Regions from separate parts of the Zea mays genome. Here region 2 is linked to region 1. A link is a contact called in public Hi-C data. All regions are on one chromosome and are shown on one strand. The core of a region is the stretch at or near the end of the contact, and the rest is flanking DNA. Distances in the headings are between cores, read along the strand shown. Region 1 overlaps LOC118473606 (probable glutamyl endopeptidase, chloroplastic). Region 2 holds the start of LOC100276515 (Calcium-dependent phosphotriesterase superfamily protein).

What was found. A called contact is a pair of places that touch in the nucleus more often than the background predicts.
Region 2: a contact with region 1 is called in a Hi-C map of ear, with 2.8 times the contacts expected there. The contact joins the promoter of LOC100276515 here to the enhancer-like site in region 1. A contact is called at or near these places in 7 of 25 Hi-C or Micro-C datasets (ear, endosperm, leaf and 2 more).

The regions. Positions count from the first base shown.
Region 1 is chr1:49,055,737-49,060,133 of Zm-B73-REFERENCE-NAM-5.0, forward strand. It overlaps LOC118473606 (probable glutamyl endopeptidase, chloroplastic), which reads left to right. Exons shown (of 15, transcript XM_035963511.1): 14 at 338-618; 15 at 1,087-1,518. The coding sequence ends at 1,087. Among protein-coding and RNA genes, the nearest start is that of LOC118473608, 3.1 kb to the right of the region's middle. Within about 2 kb of position 1,650, at least 16 of the 20 cell types and tissues checked have an H3K27ac peak or open chromatin away from gene starts, as enhancers often do. A contact at or near this core is called in ear, endosperm, leaf and 1 more, where this site is marked.
Region 2 is chr1:49,236,200-49,240,476 of Zm-B73-REFERENCE-NAM-5.0, forward strand. LOC100276515 (Calcium-dependent phosphotriesterase superfamily protein) reads left to right here and starts at 2,878. Exons shown (of 2, transcript NM_001150283.2): 1 at 2,878-3,465; 2 at 4,068-4,277. The coding sequence starts at 3,009.

The DNA of each region.
Region 1 (4,397 bases), core at 400-2,899:
ATACACAAGTAGTCCAAGTGACCCAAACTTCTTCAGTGAGAGGTAGATTCGTAAGAAGTATAATCACGCATGCTACCAAGGACTACACTTTTAATTGTTGTACCAGGATAGCAATTTTAATTTTGCATATGTGATATTAGACCTGCTTGATTTGGAGTGTCTTTACCATTAAACTGACTTGTTTGCTTCTGGTTGTTTTATGCAAGTCTTCATTATTTTCTGTGGAAATATTCTCTATGTTCTCATGATTTGATTTTCTGCTTATTTTTGTTACTGGTTAGTGACTTTTACTAATCTGCGTTATTGATCTTATGGTTTGTCCTTTTTCTTTTTGCAGTCAGACCGATTCTTCAATGCCTTGAAAGGTCATGGTGCACTGTCTCGTTTGGTAATACTTCCTTTTGAGAGCCATGGGTACTCTGCCAGGGAGAGTATCATGCACGTCCTCTGGGAGACCGATAGGTGGTTGCAGAACTACTGTGTAAATGGTACTAGCAAGGTTGACTCAGTGTCAGAGGCTGACAGTAAAAACAAAACATTGTCAGCTAGTGGTGGCAGTGCAGCCCGTGAAGGTCTAAACCCTGAGGAACTCTCATCATTACCAAGATCGCTTCTGTGGTAAGTTTTTTCCTTGGTTGCTGCTTCTCAAGAAGAAAAAAGATACACTTGTTTGTTTGTTTGTCTGTTGGGTTAATTGGCGCTCCTGATATTGTCTTACGTAGTATTTGCGATACCTGCTTTAAAGCTCACTGTACAGACTGAAAAAAAAATCTCATCTGCTTAATTATCTTATATCAAAGTTCCCACACGGAGCAGGCTGCTTACAATGATGTCTTAAGTCGCTTACTGTGCAAATGCATGCAATCGCGTAGACAAATATCTATTGTGATGCATTTTAAAAATTAAGCATGTCAATACCAAATGATAATAAAACAAATGGTTTCAGTTTCGGTAACTTATTAGTTTTATTTTGTGCAGCTTATAGAGTCGTGTTTAATGGTTGAATTGTGCATCCATCTGCATGGACTTGTATACTTTTCTCAATTCTTCATAAGAAAAGATGATAACATACTTGATTTCGTACAGATCAACTTCAGTTGGTGTTCATGAAACATTCCCTGGACAGCAAGCCTAAAGGGAAAAAATAGTGTATCGTTGCACTTCTACCTTAACCGACTACCAGGGATGCCTTGATTGGCCTCATATTTGTTTCGATTGCTGCAGGTGATCATGTTACTGGCATGCAGGAGCCCCCTACCCCCCCCCCCCCCCCCCACCCCCACCCCACAAATATAAGAAAGGCCTAGTCTCTGGTGGCCACTGCACTCAGATATATTTGGGTCAATTTGTATTCTATTGGTAATGGCCAATGGAAGTCATTCTTGCGATTAATATCATGTACAGAAATATAGCCTTTTGCAGTTTTGATCCCAACTCTTGCACTTGGCAGCGAACTGATACGTTGGTTTTCTTTGACAGCAATCTAAAATAAAATAATAACTAATGAGATTATCATATGCTCCAATGTCTCGCATCGTCACATTTTACCTGTTACCATTATTTACTGCAGCTGTTGTACTGACATTCGTTGCCCATTTGAGAGGCGCGGGTTTGCCTGGATAGCTGGGTAGCTGGGTAGCTACCGGTAGCCTGGGTGGGCTTGGCCTGTTTACTGCAATACAGTGCGGGTCTGTTGGGTAGGTTGTATTGGGTTAGCTGAGTTTGGCTCGGTTTTTGTTTGGTTGCCCGCTTTAGCGTAACTTTTTCGTTTTTATATTTAAAATATTTGAAGTTTCATTTCATATCGCGGTTCTTAAAAGTACAAGTCTAGGTGCCTGTCGTCCTAGGAGGAGCGGCCGACACCTAGATGTAAAATTTATTTGAACTTTTTTTTTGCACCCGGGCCTTTTGGGATTTGTAGCTTCAGCTAGGGATACCAACGAGTATATACCCATCGAGTAGTATCATTTTATTTTATACATGTACTCGTCAATAAAAATTATACTTGTCAGGTTACTCATCTGCTCTTGTGGGTATAAAAACTTACTCGTTGGCTAATAAAAATTATACCTATACGGGTAATTTTACCTGTTGGCTAACCCGTACCTGTAAGGTCTCAAATTCTAATATTTGTATCACTTAGAATGTTAAATAAACACACAAATATAAGTTCAACTTAAACCATGAGATTACATAATAGTTAAACAAATAATAGTTGAGAAGGATTTTTTAGCTAAGATCTGCTTTATTATTGATAATAATAATATGACGTCGGTATATTTTACATATGGGTACATGAGTATGGATAGTATCCATCTATACCTGTATCTGTCTACCCAACAGGTAGAGATTCTTGACCATTAACATACCCGCGGATAGAGAAACCATCTCATACTCGTCTACATATCGGGTAAAATTCATCGGTTTTTGGGTTTCAGGTATCCATTGTCATCTCTATCTCTAGGAGACCCCGTATCTCATCTCCTATCACATCTCCTATTTTAAACCTTACTCTGTAAACAGTGTCATCTATAGTTTTTGCTTTCCTATATTTTATACTACCCCCTGAGACAATTTTAGGAGAGGTGGCAAGCCTCACTCTCATTCGGTCGGGGGGACAATAGGTACCTACCGCTTAGACGCTTAGGCTGTCTCTAGCACACTCCTATCATATTCTCTTTTAAATATTACTATGTAAATAGTGTCATTTAAGTTTCGCGTTCCCTATTTTACACTACCTACTGGAGACAATCTTAGTGGAGGGGTGGCAGGTCCCCCTTCCCTATATCTCTACTATTATATAAGACGTTAGTGTAGACGTCCACATTTTTTTGGTGCACGGTTCTGCCGTCGCCCGCTCTCCTCTCACTGTCTCGCCCTCGCCCCCGCCCCCGCTGTCCTATCTCGAGCATCCGATCTCTCGCCCGCCATTATGGAAGGAGAATCAACACATCGAGGGAAGGTCCGTGTGGTTCTTGAAGGTCCGACTCCGCTCTCCTCTCTGATGTCTCTCTCGCCCGCCATCTGCGCCAAGAATCACCGCCATCTCCGCGCTCCTCTCTGCAATCCACCGCCATCCATGGCAGCTCTATCCGCGCCCACAAATCGCGCACAGATTCATGGCAGCCGCGCCCTGCTCTCCTCTCTGCAGTCCGCCACGATTCTTGGCGCCCACACCTCTGCAGTCTGCCCTGCTCCGTGCTCCTCTCTGCAATCCACCGCCATCCATGGCAGCTCTGTCCGCGCCCACAAATCGCGCGCAGATTCATGGCAGTCGCCTTTCCGCTCGAGCACTCACGCAATCATCACCGCCGCCATCCATGGCAGCTCTGTCCGCGCCCACAAATCGCGCGCAGATTCATGCTTCCCGCTATCACATTCTCACTGACTGCCCCGGTCGCGCTTCCTTCTCCTGCAGCCATCAGAAAAGGGGGCAAAAAGGCCACCGAATTCTCCTCGCCCGGGCACAACCTCGCTCCAGAGTCCAGGCCAAACCAGCAGGTCGCCTTTCCGCTCGAGCACCCACGCAATCATCACCGTCGTCTTCCTGTCGCTCTTCTCTCCCCCTTCCATTCCTCGGCACCACGCCCTCGGGAACGTCGCATGCCCTCCGCACAAGGCGCCGCCTGTTCCCGGTGACCGCGGGGCCGAGATCGGCGCGCCATGGCCGCGCCCGAAGGCCTGGACCAGGACTGTGCATAGGACGCCGCCATTAAGCTCTTCGGCCGCAGCATCCCGGTTCTCCACTCCTCCGTCTTCGCCGCCACCGCCGTGGCCGCATCTGAGGTGAGCAGCAACAGTCTCAGTTCTCGGATTCATTCCCTGACGAGGGACGGGGATCTTTCATGGTCGACGGGTTCTCGCGGGGGAGCAGGATGGTCATTGTCGGCCATTTCTGAGGAAAAGGGAGAGGACGGGAAAGCGGAATCCGATACGCTTTTTCTTCCCCCTGCTTTTGCGCTGTCAAATGCGTGCTGGTGGATCATGGTTCCTGCTGGGATTCTGGTCGCTGTTGCTGCGAAAAGATTCTTCCTTTTGGAGCCCTGTTTGATTTCATACCTCATTAAAAAAAGCTGTGGGTTTATGTGTTTGCTCCTTCAGTGTTTGTACGGGAATTTTCTTCCAATACGTGTTTCTTCACCAAGTCACTCTCCGTATTTATGGCCGTATTTACGGTGAGATTTATGTTGGTTTATCCCTTACTCAGATTCTAATCATGTGAGCCTTCGGCCTGCCTATAATCGTTTCGTGCTGACTGCTTAGGGATTACTTCTGTTCATGCTTGATGTGATAGCTTGGAATCGAAATGTTCAATATGTACGATAAGAAGATTGGTTGCCTTTTCGTAGCGTCCACGTACGATTTTGTTTCCTTTTTTCTTTAGAAAGATACATTGC
Region 2 (4,277 bases), core at 1,628-4,127, 180 kb after region 1:
TCATAGATCACATGATCATCAAAGGCGTAGACCTCACAAGCGAAGCGATGGCGGAAATGCTTAATTTCTAAAGTGACAAAAAGCACATCCAGGACGCTCAGGATTGGGGTTATAGGTTACCTCTTTCATCGACGCATTCTCTTTCGGTCATCGGATTCAAGGTTGAGTCTCTGGTTTTTCCAAGGGTTTTGCTCTTTCCTTGTTTCCTCAGCTTGAAGTACTTTTTCCTAGGGAGAAGCCTCCAGAGGAGGTTGCTTACCATCATCAGATCTCTTTTCATCATCTTCTCTCATATCCCCTTCTTCTTTGTTCTTACAAAAAACTTCATCGCCAAGAGTTTTTTTGGATAAGGGAAATTTTATTGCTTTAAGATAATCATAAGTCACAACTCTCTTGAAAACAAAAACCCGACTTCTGCATCGTGCAAGATGCACACGGTCTAATCAAAAAACCAACAACCCAGACACTCTAATAGTAATCAATATTAAGACTAGATCGCCACCCATGAGCCTGGGTAAAAAAAACTCCTTGACCAGTTGCTCCAAACGTTGACAGGTAGCCAAAACCATTTCCTGGAAGATAGGCTTCTGTAGCATAGCCCAGGAACGGAACCAGTGGATAGCCAAATGAAGAACATGCAAAGAATTTTTCACATTTTTACGTTCAAACACAATGTCATTTCTATGTTGCCAAATGACCCAACAAACTGCCGCTGCCCCTAATAGCTCTAACAATTTTAAATCTTTACTAATCCCCCTAACCATGAACCAAACATATTCGCGACACTAGAGGGAGGGTAAAGATTTGTGACTATTTGGACTATATGCCAGATTACCCGCACTACCTGGCACTCGAAGAAGAGATGCTTAATTGTCTCATTTTTCTGGCAAAAGCTACACTTCACGTTGCCATTCCAATTTGGCTTCGCTAGATTATCCTTGGTTAAAATTACACCTTTTCATAAAAACCAAAGAAATATTTTTATTTTTATAGGGGTCTTTAGTTTGCATAATTTTTTTTTGTTAAGGTTGGGTACATCTAGGTGAATTAAGCCAAGGTAATGTAACTTCACTGAGAATTGCCCATCTGGTGATAGATTCCATCAAAATCCATCCTGATCATTCGATAGAACTATATTAGCAAGTCATGTGGATAGATCATTCCACGCTACTAATATATGACCTATTAGATCTCTACGCGAAGACAAATTTAAAAGCTAGGTGCTGAATACATCTGCCACACTCAGATGTTTATATCTGGCAATATGGTACAAACAAGGGTATTGGTCACGAAGGGTCGACGTACCCAGCCAGATGTCCTCCCAGAACCTAACCTGAGAACCATTTCTTATTGTGAAAGTCCCAAACCTCAAAAAGTCGTGTTTCACTTTTATTAGCCCAGCCCAAAAATGGGAATCCCCTAATTTCCAAAAGGTTTGGGAGATAGTTTTCACATTCAAGTATTTGTTGTGGATCAGTTGTTGCCAAGTTCCATCAGTTGTCAAAAGTCTATAAAGCCATTTGCTGAGCAAAGCCTTGTTTTGAATATCTAGATCCCTAATTCCTAAGCCTCCTTGGTCTTTGGGTTGGCACAGAATGTTCCATTTCGCTAGACGGTATTTCTTCTTCTCCTCTTGTTGCCAAAAAATCTGGCCTGAAAATAATCAAGCTTTTTTAGGACTCTTCTCGGAACAGCAAAAAAAGATATCATATACATTGGTAGGCTACTCAACACTGAATTAATCAATGTGAGCCTACCCCATTAAAAATATGCTTTCCTTTCCAACTGCTAAGTCTTTTTTTTAATCTTTCTTCCACCCTTTTCCAGTCCGCATTTCTTAGCTTTCTAAAATGAATTGGGATACCTAGATACCTCAACGGCAACACTCCCTCTTGGCACCCAAATAGGTCTATGTAATGGTCCACGGCTTGTTGAGCTTGACCAAAACAAAACAACTCACTTTTATGAAAGTTTATCTTTAACCCTGAGGCTTGCTCAAACGCACATAACAAGAGCTTCATGTTTCGAGCTTTGTCCAGGTCGTGATCCATAAATAAAATCGTATCATCAGCATATTGAAGCATTGAAATACCATCATCTACCAGATATGGTACTACTTCAACAACTTGTCCATCCGCTTTGGCTCTATGTATCAAAATAGCTAGCATCTCAGCCACAAGGTTGAAAAGCAATGGAGATAGGGGATCACCCTGCCGAAGACCTTTTCATCGCCAAGAGTTGATCCAAGATGACCTATAAAGGAACAAAAAGTTCATCTCGTTAAGGTCTTAAAACCGTGAGGTTCTAAAAATATCAGTGCATCTTCTAGTACTAGAAGGACGACAGGGCGGTACGAATCGTCCAGGTCGTAGCACTAGCAGGAACCGGAAGAACAGAGGCGGGCTTGGCCGCTTGGCCCCCCCCTCGCGTTCACTCCACCACCTTTTCCTTCATCTTTTGATCGACGCCGACCGTCTCACACAGCCCAGGACCCCACCGGAGAAAGGTACAGAGTCAGTCACACAGCATGTTAGCGTTAAAGACGTGACAGCCCTATATTTTCTTTTCTGGCACAGCACAATGCCCCTCCTCAGGCATCCCGTCCGGTGCTGGCCTGGCAAAAGCCGTTGTCCTCATGCTCCCGCCGGTCCCCGGCCGCCCGATCCCAGCGTCACGGGACGGGAAGCTGCGCGCCGGCGAGACGATTTCCTGGACCACATGGCATGCATGACGACGTTCGCATCTCACACATCGACCAACCGTGGCCGGCCGCGCTAATACTGACAAACCCCAAAGGTTCTGTCCCCAACAAACAGCCACCAGAACCTCACCTAAACCGCTCGTTTATATTCTGACAGCACAACAAAGCATCCCAGCTCTCACTCAGCTTCTCGCCCGTAAACCAAATTCGTTTCATTTGGTCAACAAACAAGGAAGCCCTTAGCCCTCCCACCGTGTCCATCTCCACTCGCCAGTCTCAGCCCGCCGGCCACCCCCCACATCTCGCCATGTGCGGTGGGTGCCGCCGCCGCCAATGTGGCCCCGACGGGACGCCCGACGGCGGCCGCCGGGGCTGCGGAACCGTGATCGCCGTGCTGGCCCTGGCGGCCGCCGCGGCGGTCGCGTTCCTGGAGAGCGCGGCCGGCGGGATCTCCTACGCGGGGGACGGGTGGCTGCACGAGTGCGCCAAGTGGGACGCCGAGGGCGGCAGGTTCCTGGCGTCCACCTTCTTCGGCGGCGGCGTGGCGGAGGTGCGCGCCGGCGAGGGCGAGGCCGAGGAGCGGGTGGTCGTGGCCGACCCCGTCGCGGCCGGCCGGGTCGCGCTGGGGCTCGCGGTCGACGCGCCCAGGCGGCGCCTGCTCCTGGTCTACGCCGACCGGCCGCCGCGCCTCGGCTACGCCGCGCTGGGCGCCTACGACCTCGGATCGTGGCGCCGTCTCTTCCTCACGCGCCTCGACGTGCCAGGTGTGTGGGCCTCTCGGCAGTACGGTTACCCTGTTTGCTGATTAGGATAGCACTGTCTGTTTCGCCAGAGGGAGCCACCGTGCACCAGGAGTAGATCACTTGGCCTCCGTATGCTCCGCCGCCGCCAGATTTCGTTCGCTCGGATCCTAGAATTTCTCCGGAATGTTTGATGGAAGGCATTAAATTTTGTCTAGACTTCCATGAACGAAGCCTGCAGCTGAGCTGCATTCCGTAGTTCGGTACAGGGCACTAGGGTTTAGAGGTGTTCACTTGTACGTGTTGGACAGGACGTAAAAGAGGAAAAACAAACGGCAACAGCAGAAATTCCTAGTGAGGTGAAGCTGACCGCCTGACATGTTAGGGTAAGTTTGGAAAGTTTTAAGAAAATCGTGTTATATTCTCGCGGAATTTAAGAGAGCGATGTTGCTCGAGAGTCGAGACACGTGAATTTTGTGTTTCAGACGCTTTCAGCTAGTACTGGTGTTCTAGATTTACTTCTAATGAAAATTGGGTTGTTTGATTCACACCGCACAGCCAGCACAAAACTTCAATTTTCACTACCACGTACAATACCTTCATGACGGAGCCTCCTTGACTCGCAGGCGAGTCTACATTTCCCGACGACGTCGCCGCCGACGAGGAAGGCAACGCCTACGTGACCGACGCCAAGGGAAGCAAGATCTGGAAGGTCGGGCCGGACGGCGCGCTGCTCGGCGTCATCAAGAACGCCACGTTCGTGCAGCGGCCGGGCCTGCGCCACAACCTCGTCGGCCTCAATGGCATTGTCTACCACCCTAACGGCTACCTCCTCG